3 separate regions of the Oryzias latipes genome follow, and regions 1 and 2 are each linked to region 3. The links are chromatin contacts, called in public Hi-C maps. All regions are on one chromosome and are shown on one strand. The core of a region is the stretch at or near the end of the contact, and the rest is flanking DNA. Distances in the headings are between cores, read along the strand shown.

Region 1 (4,399 bases), core at 920-3,419, 160 kb after region 3:
TGTGGTACTTGCGTATGAAAATTGTTTTATAAATAAAGTTGGACTTGTTTTGAGTTTATTGAAAAACCATCAGAAATTATGATTCTCTAGGCTGGGACTATGTCTGATTTACCTTCTTTACACCTAAAAAAAAAAAAACTATACAATTCAGGAGCTATCCACTGCCCTGGATTTAAATGTAATTTAAACATATGTTCACTACTTTTTTTTAAACGCCAAATATGACATTGCCCATTTGGCAAAGTAAAAACCTAATAAATTTAAACATTATACTGAGGCTATTTAGGAATCCACTGTGTTCAGATGATTAAAACTTAGATGGTTTACTTTTTTTTTTTAAATAAAAAAAAATCATGACAGCAATGCATTGTGGTCTATATTTGCCAATAGTGAGCATCAATGCACACTAGTTTTTCACAGAAACTTGTGGGAAATTTCCAGGGCACTGGATTTTGGAACTGTAGATTCAGTCAGACACCTCTGCAAAGTGGGGAATGCAATATATAGTGCACCAAGTAGTGAGGGAATTCAAACACAACCTGATTGATGTCAAAAAAGACGGGGGGGGGGGGGGGGGGGGGGCTGGCTGAGACAGCATACGGTAGAATTATTTTAGAATATTGGGAAAAGTGTAAGAAGTGATTGTTGTGTTCCACCCTGTGGATTGCAGAGCTGAAGGGTTCAAAATGTGTTTTTTTCCTTTTTCTGTAACCTTATTCATCTTGGGTACTTTTACTCCTCTTAGATAAAGTGCTCATAATGTCGTGATAATTTCGCATTCATATTTCTTTGGAAAACTAAGAAAACTTGGAGTGAGTGTATTGTCAGGGTTCCACAGAACTTGTTTAAGTTGTTTAATCATTGTCAGTTCCTCAGTTGGATCCTCTCCTTCTGGGTCGCCTGCTGTTCAGCCGCTGCGGCTCTAGTTGTGAACAGCATCACCACCTTACTGAGGCGTCTCCTGTGATGCTGCATCTGGCTGTCTGTGCAGCTTTCACTGAGAGGGAGGTTCCAAATATCAATTTTTACACCAACAAACTTTTTCCATGCTCAGACTCTTTTGCAAATGTTTATCACCCTCATTTAAGGGGTGGGAGGCATGAATGGGACTAGGGGTTCCTGTGTTTCGAATTGTTGTGCTTGTCTTATGTTTTTGTTCTGGTGTTAAGCACTTTTTGTTCTGTTCTATATGGAAAGTGCTATATAAATAAAGTTTGAGTTGTGGTTTTAGTTTAGATTTTAAGAACTGTAGTTTACTTCTGACGCATGGCCGTAAAAAAACTGGACCATGAAACTTTGCAGGTTGGGCTTTAACATAGAGAATCAGCGAAAGCAAAACATGTTTTCTTCCAAATGCTCCACGCTGTTTCTAAAGTCACAACATGGCAACATGGAGTCAAAGTGCGATGCACTCAATTGTTAAATATAATTACAGAAACAAAAAAAAAAATCCCAAAATGTACACATAAAACAGAGTAAAACTCCACAAGATATTGGATCAAACCACTTTTTGAGGGTTGTATGTGGTTGGGGGTGGAAGATACCAAAACAAATATGGAAAAAGAGACCAAGAATTTTTCAAAAGTAAGTCAGAAATGTAAGCTTGAAGATAATTTTTGTTATTCTAAATAATAATAATAATAATAATAATAATAAATCACAAACCTTAAAACTTAGGGGGGGAATTTGAAATTACCTGTTTCGTGCGACTTTCTTAGTATCTGCGAAAGGTGCAAGAGAGAACGAGATAGATGAAAAGTCTGGAATTTACCCTTATTAGATGAAAAAACAAATACATTACAAGTGTGTTGGGTATTTTTACACCATTTTTAGCCTACCAAAGCGTCCGCCTTGTCAAGGTCTGAGAGCTGCAGCGGCTGCTCCGAGCCCCGGCTTTTCCCCCACGACCCCTTCTCAGCCGTCCGCTGCTGCGCCGACCCGTGGATTCTCCTCAGCGGGGCCGCGGAGCGCGGAGGTCGGCCCAGCTTCAGAGTCCGGGCGAAGTAGGTGACAGCCTGCGGCAGCTGCCTCCTCACGAAAAGGCTCAGGAAAGCCATAACATCACTGAAAACTGTTGGGTAAAATGTTAGCTAAGAGCAAAAACACAACACGAACTCTGAACTCTCACACGGTCAACAACGACACTCCGGAAGAGTCCGCCGAAAGGCAGGCAGAATAGAAGTGGCGCCACCATGCGGCAGACATTGGAGCTGGAAAAATAAATAGGCTAATAAAAACGCTTAATTATATTGTTTTAAAGCATTTTTTTGATCAACCTTTTTTTTTTACAAAGAAACTACTACTCTTCTCCTACTCAAACAGTTACAGCATCTCTAGATTTTAAACATGTTTGTTCAAATTTATGACACAAGAGGGCGGGAGAGGATAAAACATTTCTCAGTTTGATAGATAGGTATAGCAGTCTTCTGAGGAGAGAAGTTTGTTTATTTTTGGTTTTTAAACAAATTAAGTAGATTTTATTTGCTGTAGTGAAAAGTTAGCTAACTAAATCAAATAAAATATAAGCTGAAATTATTTGTGTGAGACTGAGTATTTTCTGTAGTTTGGCCTTAAAGTCTCTGTCACTTATGTTTTTCAATTTCTACTGCATCAAGAGTAAAAACTATTATGATGTTCAATTTCAAGAGAAAGATGTCATTATTAAAAGGTTTTTTGTGTCATTTACTTTTTTCAATATATTTATTTGAGCTAATTTAATTTAATTTTTACCTTTTTCTTACCGAAAAAATTACCTAAAAATGTTTTACAGTTTGTAAACATTAAAAATCTTTTGATGTACACTGCTGTAGTAATCAGATAATTAGAAATATGAAAGCTAACAAAATAAAAGGGGGAAATCTGAATCCTAAGCCCAAAAATAAAGAACATGCAAATTTGGTGAGGGGGGAATAAATCGAAATTGTTACCTCAAGAACAAATACTGATTTTCTACATTTACAATGCATCCTTCCTTGTGCTTTCTCTAAATCTCAAATTGTGACTCTTTGCCATCTCTGGGTGGGTGGAGTGTTCCTGCCCCAGGTGGAGGAGTTTAAATACCTTGGGATCTTTCTCTTGAGTGAGGGAAGATCAGAGCGTGAGATTGACAGGCAGATTGGTGCAGTGTCCACTGGTATGTGGTCACTGTACCGGTCCGTGGTGAAGAAAGAGCTGAGCCAGAAAGCAAAGCTCTCAATTTACTAGTTGATCTTTGTTCAAATACTCACTCAAAGAACGAGGTCCCAAATACAAGTAGCTGAAATGAGCTTCTTCCTTATGGATGTATGTATGGATGGATGGACGGATGATGACTCTTCTACTCTAAATGATTTTCATTGGAGACTAGATTTTTTTCTGTACCTGACAGCAAATCAAGGTTGTTACCTGAGACTTCTTTGTGTAAATATTCGAATTTGAGTAAAAGTGATTTCCCACTCGAACCTGAGGTATCCACAGATTAGGATGTAAGGTTTAATGAATAAAATAGTCATTGTTCGCCTAGTGGTAATTTGGTGAACTGCACCAGCTATTTTCTTTTTGAATGAGCTTCGACTGAGAAGTCCAAGGGTTCAAATGTTCCAGAGCAATACCAATTCAAAAATCTTTAATTTTAATGAAAAATACAAACAGGAGTTTAACCCCTTGACCCCTAAGTTTATTTCCAGCTATGGAAAAGAAAATCACATAATAAGAATTTGATTTCACGTAGATCTTAAGTTAAGGTACTTTTGAAGCTGAAGTTGTCTGATGCCTATTTGCATCAATAGGTTAAAAGTAAAGGTAATAAATTGTTCTGACACTGTTTTTCACTTAAGACACTTTTCTATGTAAATTAATTTTTGTCTAGGGCCGGTGTCCTACATGTTTTCCAACCAACCTGCCATTGAAGCTTCTTATTGGCTAAACCCATCTGATCCAGGAAATCAGCAGCAGATAAGGCAGGATTTCCAGAAAACCAGCAGGAGGCTGGTGCTCGAGGTCTGGAGTTTGACACTCAGGCTTTAGGAGTTGCCACAGCAAATCATCCACCTTCTTCTAACCCTGTTCACACCAACTATCCTCATTTCCTCCTCCACTGCATCCATGAACTTCCTCTTTGGTCTTCCTGTAGGCCTCTTTCCTGGTAGCTCCAAACAGGGCCTCCGTTTAACCTACATATTCACTGTTCCTCGTCCCAGCGTGTCCAAACCCTCTTAATCTGGCTGCCCTGCATTTATCTCCACTTTGGTACCAGCAAATGTACCATGGTTTACTTAATTCGTAAAACAAGAACCCAAAAGGACCACATGATAATTTTTTTATTTCTATTTTTTCTTGTTAAATGTGCCAGAAATGTGTGTAAACATACATCATGCAGGCTTGGTTTGTCTTCTCACGTGGAAGGAGTGAACCCTCCTCC
Region 2 (4,858 bases), core at 219-2,718, 210 kb after region 3:
TTATGCCCTCAAGCACATTTGCATATGTGGGTTAAAGGAACTTGAGCTCATTGTTACTATATGATGAAACAGCTGTAAAGGGTTTCACGCCAATTGAAAATGATAACATTTGCAAAAATAGTCACATTTTTCAGAACTTCCAGATCTCTGGGTTTTTGAACATATTTCTGCTGTTTAAAATGCTGCAGGATATAAACACAAAGTTTTTCCTTAAGTTTCTTTACATTTCAAGGAAAACGTACTTTAATAGAAAGATTGAATAAATACTTTTTTATTATTTTGATTTGAATTTTTAATGCAAATTAAATGACTGTATTTAATTTGCCATAATTAACCAAAATTAAAATTGATTTATATTTGAAAAAATGTGTAATATTGAACTTTAATAACAAGAAAATGATTTCAAAAAGCAAATTCACTCCACTATGTTTGATTGCAGCTTGCTTGGAATGCACCATTCTTGTTATTTATTTTGAGTTCTGCTTAGCTTTATTATTTGATGTGGCCGTGCTATGCGCTGTCATTTGATGGTGTGTTAGTTGGCAACATTGCCTCCCATGAGAGAGTCCTAACTGTTCCAGGCTGGAAACTTTCTGTGTGGAGTTTCCATGTTCTCCAAATGCATGTTATTGCTTTTCTGAGATATAAAAAATGTCTTCAATGGCGATAGACTGGAGACCTGTCCAGGGTGTCCCCTGCCTTTGCTCTACGAGTGGCCAGGATAGGCTCCAGCAGCCCCCTGACCCCGAAAGTGACAAAACAGGTTTAGAAGATAAAAAATGAATGGATCTTCGATTGATGAATTTAACCTGAGTGAGGTGTAACTGTTTCTAAATCCTAAAACAGCCAGGATAGGCCCCATGACGAGAACAGAGTGAGCATGTAAATGGATAAAGCACTTTAAGAGAGAGAACTCTAACATAAACTTCTGTTTTATCTTATATTTTAAGAGAGTTGTAATCTTTATGATTAGTATCTTGTAGTTTGACATAAAATAACTACAACTTTGCAAGAGCCACTTGACAGAACATTTCCTGACAAAGATTAAGCCCAAAACTAGTTTCTGTCCTAGCTTCTACCCATTATTTCAGTGTTATGTCATTGGTTTGGATGTTACCTTAGATGCAGAAAATTTGACAAGATTTTTTTGTTGTTTTCTGCAAATATTCTGGATATAATATTCTTGATTCAGAAAAAATGTTCAATTCACTGAAATCCTACTATGTTGAATGAGTGTAAATAAGATATCTATAAGCACGCATGCAACTTTACTAAAAATATTTACATCCCCTTAATCTTATCTTGGTTATATTATTAAACAAAGGGGAAGAAAACATAGTGGGGGAAACGCGACTCAGCTAAAAAAGGGAACGTTTGTGAAGCTAAAATCGAACTGTGATTGGCTGTTCGAGGTTTTACGATTAGAACACACCCCGTTACGTCAAAGGGGCGGAGTAAAACGCCGGCGTTTAAGGCGGGCATCAGCGCCGGCGTCTTTCCTACATTCTAAACTCTGTTCTTTAGTTTTACGCGCCAAATTCCCGCGTTCTTTCCGTCATTTCATATAAGTTTACTTTACTGTTTAGTCCTAAACTAAGATCTGTGTTTATTACGACGGGGACACGATGGCTGAGAAGATAAACATGGAGGAAGTAAAGACATCCAACGGCGAGGCGCACTTCGATGAGCCGCTGGTAAACGGACTGAACAGCCACAGGAAGACGGAACCGGAGACCCTGGCCCAAAGAGTGAAGAGGATCGTCCGAGCGAACCTGCTGGTGATCCTCACCGTGGCCGGGGTCATCATCGGGGTCTTCATCGGACTTGGAGTGCGCAACGTGGCGCTCACGAGAACGCAGATAATCTATGTGGGCTTCCCAGGTGAGCTGCTCATCCGGCTCCTGAAGATGATCATCATCCCCCTGGTGGTGTGCAGCCTGGTGTCCGGGGCGGCCAGCATCGACCCGAAAGCCCTGGGCAAGCTTGGCGGCTGGGCCATGCTCTTCTTTCTGGTTACCACCCTTATCGCCTCTGCCATCGGGGTCGTGATGGCGTTCATCATAAAGCCGGGCGAGGTGACCGTCACCAAGCTCGCATCCTTTGATGAAGAAGTGCCAGCCCATAAAGAAATCATAGACTCCTTCTTGGATCTGATAAGGTGAGACTCGCACCTGACCTGTGCCCCCTCTGGGCCCCAGAACACGCTGCGCCCCGGTGCGTAAAAAAGATACGTTTTATGATCCAAACAGCTGCTGCGCCAACGCCAGCTGAACGCGCGTTTCAAAACTTCATTTCAGTCAGTCTGAAGTTGTCTTTTGGATCGTTTAAGAAGGAGTGACGGTATGTGACGGGCAAACAGGTGAGCGCGCTCTCCTGTAATGCAAATACGCCGTTGCATCAGCTACTGCGTCTTCACACGTGCTATTCCGGGAAGCAAACTAATGAGTCCCCCGTTTTCAACAGAACACTACTCAGACACAGACTAAAGTATATTTAATCAAATCAACAATGCTTTAATAGTTGCGTTTGACTTTTATTTGAATAAAATAAAGGACAACAGCACGTGCGCGTTAGTGAAGAACTTCCTACTATAAGCCCTCCCCCCATCTATCTAAAAGTAGTAGTACCGGTATCTGATCATCACGGATGACGTCACAGGATTTCCCTTTAATTTGATTTTTCTGTAAGTAGCAGCCAACCCACCAATTAACTATGAATGGGATGGTTGCTTTTTACACCAGTTGAGCCAGTTGGCCTTGGTTGTGTGTCTGGTATGTTGCCTTTTCCCCATGAGTTAAATCTGCCTTTGAGAGACATGCAGGAGAACTGCCACCTCACCCTTATGTTGGGCAGAAAAGGAAGCAGCTGTGAAGCAACTGAGTCACACAGTCCCTTTGAGTTTCACACAGGTTTCAAGAACATCTATACTTAGTAGTACACAGAAGAAAAAAAAACAGAAAAGTAAAATACAAAAAGTTCCTCTGCACTTGTATCAACTTTGTTAAAACTTTAGACTTAAGAAAAAATATTGTGTGCATCTCTTAAGTGCTTTATTGTCCTGACGTTAATCTGAGAGCTAAATTCAGCTTTCCATGAAAAGGGTCTATAAGATTCATCACCGTTTCCATCTTCTGCCTATTTGTTCCTCAAAAGCTCTTCAGGTGCTCTTTAAGTGATTAATGTTCAGAAGGGCAGATTTGACTTATGCAACTACAGAAAAGAAACCCTCCAGTGTCTGTTTTTTTCTTTCTTCTAAAAGTGTTTTGTACAAACTGCACTTTGGTCTGGGCCCATTTTAGCTATGTCCCGATGTGGTTTACATTGACACATTTGGCTCCAATTTAGGAACAAAGACAGGGCAGGGCTCCATTCTTTGGCTGTACTTGTTGTGCAGGAGCACAAAATATTTTTCAAAACTTGGTGCTTGTGTTTCAAGAGCTAAAATTCTGGAATGGAGACTGGATGGAGAGGAGACTTATAAAGAGAAACGTTTAGCTGAAATTAGCTGAGCATGACTCAACAGTTGTCAGTCTCTTCCAATTAAAACAAGATTTAAAAGAAAAAACTCTTTACACGTTCCTGCACAGCAGGCCTGTCATTAGAGCAAAACTTTTCAGAGTCCAGTCAAGTTAGAGGAATTGATTGGATTGGATCTTGTCATCACAGCCTGCTCTTTGTTTTCATCCACATTCAGCTTTAAACATGGTTGTCAGAGTCGCACTCTTACATAAGACTGGAGGTATAAACACTGAATGAGGACTTTCTGTCACATCCGTGTAAACATATCTTATCACCTGTGTATTTAAGTTTCCCTTCATAAACCGCAGTCGATGGCTGACAGTGATGTGTCACTTAAGGATTTGCTGAATGTTTGTTTTAAATAATTAAGATGCTGGAGGGGTTTTTAAAGTTGGTCACAATGAAATTACATTTTTTTCATTATTTATCAGACTCTGTTGGGTGTCCACACTTTCAAATTTCAAAAGCCCAGTTTACCAGCCTGTTTCAATGAACTGTTTTTAGGCCTAAAAATATTTGCTGCTGCAGATGAACTTCCATCAGTCTGTAAACGTATAAAAACTACAACAGAGTAGAGATGAGATTATCACTTTCATATGTCTGTGTTTGATATTTTGTATTGAGTGGAGAGTTGTAGATTTTTTTATGGCTATTTCAAAACATCTCTGTTTCCTAAAGGGGGGGAAAACTGGACTGGCTTCTGGGAATTTTTATTCATAACCTTCCCCTTTTTTGAAATATGATAGTTATTTTTATATATTAAAAGAATAGCAATAATGAAGAAGTAGAAGCAGCTGAGCTAAGCTTTGTAATTTCGGACACATTTTTGTCCTATTGTGTTTTTTTTTTTTTTTTTTTGGAATAAGTTTTTGGCTTAAAAGTCCCAGTAAATGTTTCTTTCTGTTATTTAATTAGCAAAGATTTGCAACACCGCTTATGCGTTAAGCATATAATTTGTCTAATATTCCCTTGAAAGCTCTGGAACATTTTTGTCCCCCATTTTGCACCGCTTTAATCCAGACTGTGTTGCCTGCTGCCCCATCACATGATGTCTAAGCCTAATACGATATGTTTCTAATGAAAGAACTGAATGGTGGTAATGAGCTTGTTAATAAGTTAACGCTTTATTACTCTGAATCTATTTCAACCAGCTGAGTGTAAGGGTATTGAAGACACAAGAGCTCTTGAGTTCTGGGTAATTCAGTATCACTGTGAGCATGTGCACCAGCGAGCAGGGAATTATTAACTCCAGCACATAAGTGGAAAATCTAACGGTTACGAGTTCAGTTCTCTCAGCTGCACATCACATGACCGTTACTGACTTTCAGTGGGAAAGACT
Region 3 (4,855 bases), core at 1,259-3,758:
AAATAAAGTTTAAGCTTTTACTGTTATTTAAAAAGCAAACTTCAGCTTTAATGTTCTTGTTGTCACAAGTTGAATAGTTTCTCTTCAAACTCAGTCATGTAAAGAATGGTGAGAGGTAAATTCACTGACCTTGTTTTTGCACAACATGACCAATTTGAAAAAGTAACCAAAATATTTTTAATTAATCCTTTTGGATTGAAAATTTTAGTTGGCTTTTAAAGTAGGCCCACTTCATTCCGCTTTCAAATAACAGCCTGCATTTTTGCATCAAATGAAACATTTGTGCTCATCGTACATGTTTAAGTCTGGATTGGGCTGTTGGAAGACGTTGAGGGAGGGGCAGAGTCACAGGGAATTCATTCCGAACAAGGTCCCGCTGCAAAACATTAAACATCTGTTTGAGCTCTTAGCTTGTTGTCTTTACAACAAATCAGACAATTCTTAGTTGTTATACTGTCCTCCTTAGAGACACAACTTAATTATCATTCAGTGGCTGAACTAATCACAATGCAAACATCATCAAATGATTCTCCTAATAGATGACTTTTCAAATCCAATTGAAATGATTCGATTTTACCTTTTTTTTTTTTTTTTTTTAACTTGTCCTGTCCAACAGCTAGGCAAACAGATGAGAGCTGAGGGCCTCTTGTGTTGGACATATTTTATTTTAACAAGAGGGGTTATTCATCTTCAGACAAACCAAAGGTATGTCTGAATAAACCCCTTTTGTAATTGAGGCCAAACTTTATTAATTTCAATCATGTTTGAAAATCTTTGGTGTTGGACCGGACGGAAAAGGAAAGAGGGGAAGAAGAGAGAGGGACGTTAGAGAGAGAGGGGGGTAGGAGGGTGATAATAGGAGGGGAAGGGGGGTAAGACCATGAAGCAGCATAGAGCAGACAGGTTTACTGGTTGTTTATCGTTACGGTACGGTTCAAATGTAGTACAAAAAGGGCGATTTTACCTTTGACGGGACTGTTTTTTTACTTCTTGATTAGACTGATTGGACAAATCAATGTCCAACGTGGTTGTGTTTATTTTTTAACATTTGTGGCCCTGTTTAGTACTCAGAGTTTTTGTTCCTGCTACAAACCCTGCTTGTGTTTCATTCTCTTGTGGCCGCGCTGTTTCCAATTGCTATCACTTTGCTTCTTGGTGTGGTCACTTTGTGTCTTGGAAGATAATTTACGTTTATTTATGACTGCTTTCGTTTTCCTCTCTGTTTCCTTACGATGAAACAAAGGACTTTTCAGACTTTTGTAGACCCAGAAGGTCATTTACACCTCCTCAGAGGTAGACACCAAACTTAAGTGAATAAAAGTTTTTTTTAACTCTCCCTCGACCCTCCAACAGCCTCAGAGTTCAGATGAGAGCCACGTGAGGAGTTCAAAGTTAAAACCTACTCTTTTAGAGGTTATTCCAGTTAAGCAGCATACTGTGACTTTATCTTTACTAGTATTTCATTTGACATTTTGCTTTAAAACTGTCTAGGTTGGCTCCTGAAATGTGCATTGTTTTTTTCCCTCCTGTCTAAACACAAGCAGGGAGCCTCTTGCATTGGACAGATACTATTGTTGAACATGGTGTATGAGTTGTTGAGCCTTTACTTTATATTTATGAGTTATTCAATAATAACTGTTTAATATTTTAAGTTAAATGTGTTACATTTGAATCTTATTTGTTTTTATGTTGATCTGATTTGAAAAGTATTCATTTGTGTCACTGTATTTTTTATATATTGTAAATTTTATGAAGTGCACAAGTTGTTTTTATTTTTTAAGGATAAAATGTACAATTTAAATATGAAAGGTGTGTACTGTACCTGGGTATCACATTTTGACACACTTATTTTGTGTTTCGAGAATAAAAACTGTCTTTTGCCATGTTAGTTTTGCACAGTAAAGTAGTGCAACTTAAATTCAGGTAAATGCTGACACATTTAGCTTGTTTTAGTTTCTGTCCTCTGTGGTAAATGTTGGTTGTTTCACCCCTGTTTGGGACTTGTATTATTATTTTTGGAAAAGTCTACATCTTTGGCTAAATGACACTGATGCCAACCAGGTTAGACTTGTTTCTTTTTTTTCAAAGCTACTATTTGCAACAGCTGTTTTGCTTTACCATTAAAAAAAACCTATGCATATTTCTAATTCAGACTTTTCAGATTTTTTTTAATTGCTTATAAGACAAATCATCTGGTGGGTTTATTTTTTTGTAGTAATGAGTCTTGGCAATACAGTTTTATTTCCTTTTTAAACAGACCCACCACTGCAAGTGTTGAGGCCCTTTTACCCAATTTTTCAGTCTAATAAACAAAACCACTTTCTAAAGTGCGAGGAAAGTTAGATACCAGACACAACATTTCATCACTTTTTGTGCCATGTTTTTATTGAAAAATCAATGTTGCTCCATGGTGTGTTGTTGTGTACTGTCAGGCATCGCCAGTACCAACAGCGTGCTTGTTGTAGTTGTGTCCACGAACCACTGGGCGAGAGTCTTTCTGTGAGCAGGAGTGGAGATGCTGGATTCACAAGGTCCGCCATTATTGGGAAGCCGGAAAAAAAAAAAGAAGCGAAGGGAGTGAGGGGCAGAGGGATAGACAGAGCGCGTCACACATTTTCTCCAGCGAACGGCTCTAGTACATCAGAAAGGAGATCTCGGGGCTTCCTCGCGCGCCTCCGCACGCGGAAAACACCGTCCCGCTGATTTACGGACGCTTTTGGGACCGCGTTTCCTGCCGACTCTTGTGTTTGGGACTCGACAGAGGCGAATGAGAATCGGTCAAAACAACGTGGTGGCGGAGCCAAGAAGGGAAAACACACCGAAACAGCGCTCTGCAACGCCTCCCATTTTTTTCCTCTTCGTAATACGTTTGCAGTCGCTGTGAAAGGACGCGAGTTTGAGGGACATTTTCCCCCCGCTGCTAATTTAATCAGTATGATGTATTAGTTTATTTCCGATTCAGAGACAGCAATCCTCCACTTCACTTGTCCAGAAACTTCAAACAGTCATTTCATGTCTGCGGGAGCAGACGGGCAGACAGCGTGTTTACCAGACCAACTGAAAATAATCGATGTGAGTTTTTAGGGAAGCGTTTCCCCTCCCAAACACACACGTTTGTGTTTTAAAGTCTTTTCCCAACTGAGGAGCACGGATGAAGAACCGAAGCGCGAGACTGGACTGATTTGGTACGTAGACGCTCCTTATTTCCCCTTTCAACGGCGTTCATGTAACAATTAGACAGTTTTTTCAGAGGAAGAGAAGCATTTAAGGGCGAACATGGACATTTTTCCTCACCTGCTGCTCCAGTTGCGCCAAAGTCCAGGCAAAATCGAGAAACTGGGAGTCGACCTCATTTCGCTTGAGGGCAGACATGATTTTATGGCCCCCAAGTACCTCAAAATGATCATAATTATAATACTTAAGATGATGCTCGGGGTGTATACTTAATAAAGCAGTTTGTAGGGCAAGTCAGGGTAACCATGAGCTTGTTAAATGTTAAATTTAGAGAATAAAGCTAAAAAAAACCTGGTTCTATCCAAACATTAAATTGTTTATACAACAAACACCTGGAATGCATTGGTCTTGTCAGGCCTGGGGAAACTCCACACCATGTCATACTTTAAAAAAAAAAAGTGGGGTGAGGGGGTGGGACAACCACTCAAACTGTTGAAGCAATAACATGTTGGGGTTTGACCAAAGATGGACTGTGCATTTTCTCCCTGATTGCTGTGTGAAAAACCTGGATTACCAGTATGTTTTGCTTGTCAGTTGGTGTTCCCCTTATGTTAATGACCTTTTTTTGTTTGCTTTCATTTTTATGTTTTACTTGTGCTTCTCACCAATCCAGGCTTTCATAAGGCAGAGGCCATTGCATAAACTCCTTTTCCGTGAAAAATATTTTTGATCTCAGCAGAGTGCATCCCTGTGACTCAGAATTAACGCCACCAATTGGCTCCTCTAATAATCCAGCAACATAACTCTATACTTCTATATATATAAGTATATATATTGATGATGGAACTGCTTTGACTCAAGGTTATGTGAATAGGGCATTTTTCTTGCAGCCACTCCCTTTCTGTCGGTGTCCTTCCAGTGCTCTCCTCTAGAAACGCTCCTTAAAGATAACTAACATACTGCTTTAATATTGTCTGAATGAGTTCTAGGGGGGTGACCGTGTTGACGAGGATAACGCCTTATCACACGGCAGTAAAGGCAGGAATGTGCTTTACTGCTAATGCTGTGTCATTGGCTCATTATTTACAGTTACTGGTCACTGCTAGATAGTAGGGAAAATTCCCCCAAACAGGAACTTTGTCATTGGATGATATCCACACATGTATTGGTGCTGTGGATTTGTTGGTCGTGTTTTGGCTGAACACTTTCGGGAAGCTTCTATGCATAGTGATAACTTTATTTAAGGGTACGATACTTGGAAGGAAGTGAACATATCTCTAAACCTTCCTGTGAAGACCGTCTTGGTGCACTCAGGTGAATATATGAACAGCTGTCAGCACTTCTGCGCTGTGCTTGATTGGGCCCTTTGCAAGGCAGTCACACCTCTCCAGGAAGCCTCATTTTCTTCCATTTGCTCAGGCAACATGCTAGCTGGTCTTCTTTCCTTGAACTCTGGCTTGCCTCAGGGTTGCTGATTGGATTGTGAAGCCTTGAGTTTGTACATGCTCATCAGATTAGGGGAGTTTGTCTTTACTCACTAGGACGCCGGCTACAAATGGGCTTGGATCTCTTGCATCATGTTGGAGAAGAAATTCAGTAAAACACAAGATATGGGGGTAGCCTAATGTCATTTGCAAAATAAGGATCACTGAACTTTCGGATCCATCTTCAAATCTGCGTC

What was found. Hi-C and Micro-C count contacts between places; a contact is called where the count stands out from the background.
Region 1: a Hi-C map of embryo shows a contact between it and region 3, with 2.8 times the contacts expected there. The contact joins the promoter of tmem160 here to the promoter of arhgap35 in region 3. A contact is called at or near these places in 2 of 5 Hi-C or Micro-C datasets (embryo and fibroblasts).
Region 2: a Hi-C map of embryo shows a contact between it and region 3, with 2.1 times the contacts expected there. The contact joins the promoter of slc1a5 here to the promoter of arhgap35 in region 3. A contact is called at or near these places in 2 of 5 Hi-C or Micro-C datasets (embryo and fibroblasts).

Annotation. Positions count from the first base shown.
Region 1 is chr13:14,790,785-14,795,183 of ASM223467v1, forward strand. It overlaps tmem160 (transmembrane protein 160), which reads right to left and starts at 2,170. Exons shown (of 4, transcript XM_004075402.4): 1 at 1,839-2,170; 2 at 1,697-1,721. The coding sequence starts at 2,057.
Region 2 is chr13:14,841,413-14,846,270 of ASM223467v1, forward strand. slc1a5 (neutral amino acid transporter B(0)) reads left to right here and starts at 1,469. Exons shown (of 8, transcript XM_004075403.4): 1 at 1,469-2,158. The coding sequence starts at 1,626.
Region 3 is chr13:14,626,070-14,630,924 of ASM223467v1, forward strand. It overlaps arhgap35 (rho GTPase-activating protein 35), which reads left to right and starts at 2,509. Exons shown (of 8, transcript XM_004075657.4): 1 at 2,509-3,185. It overlaps LOC105355424 (a long non-coding RNA gene), which reads right to left. Exons shown (of 2, transcript XR_909843.3): 1 at 3,295-4,855; 2 at 2,364-2,518.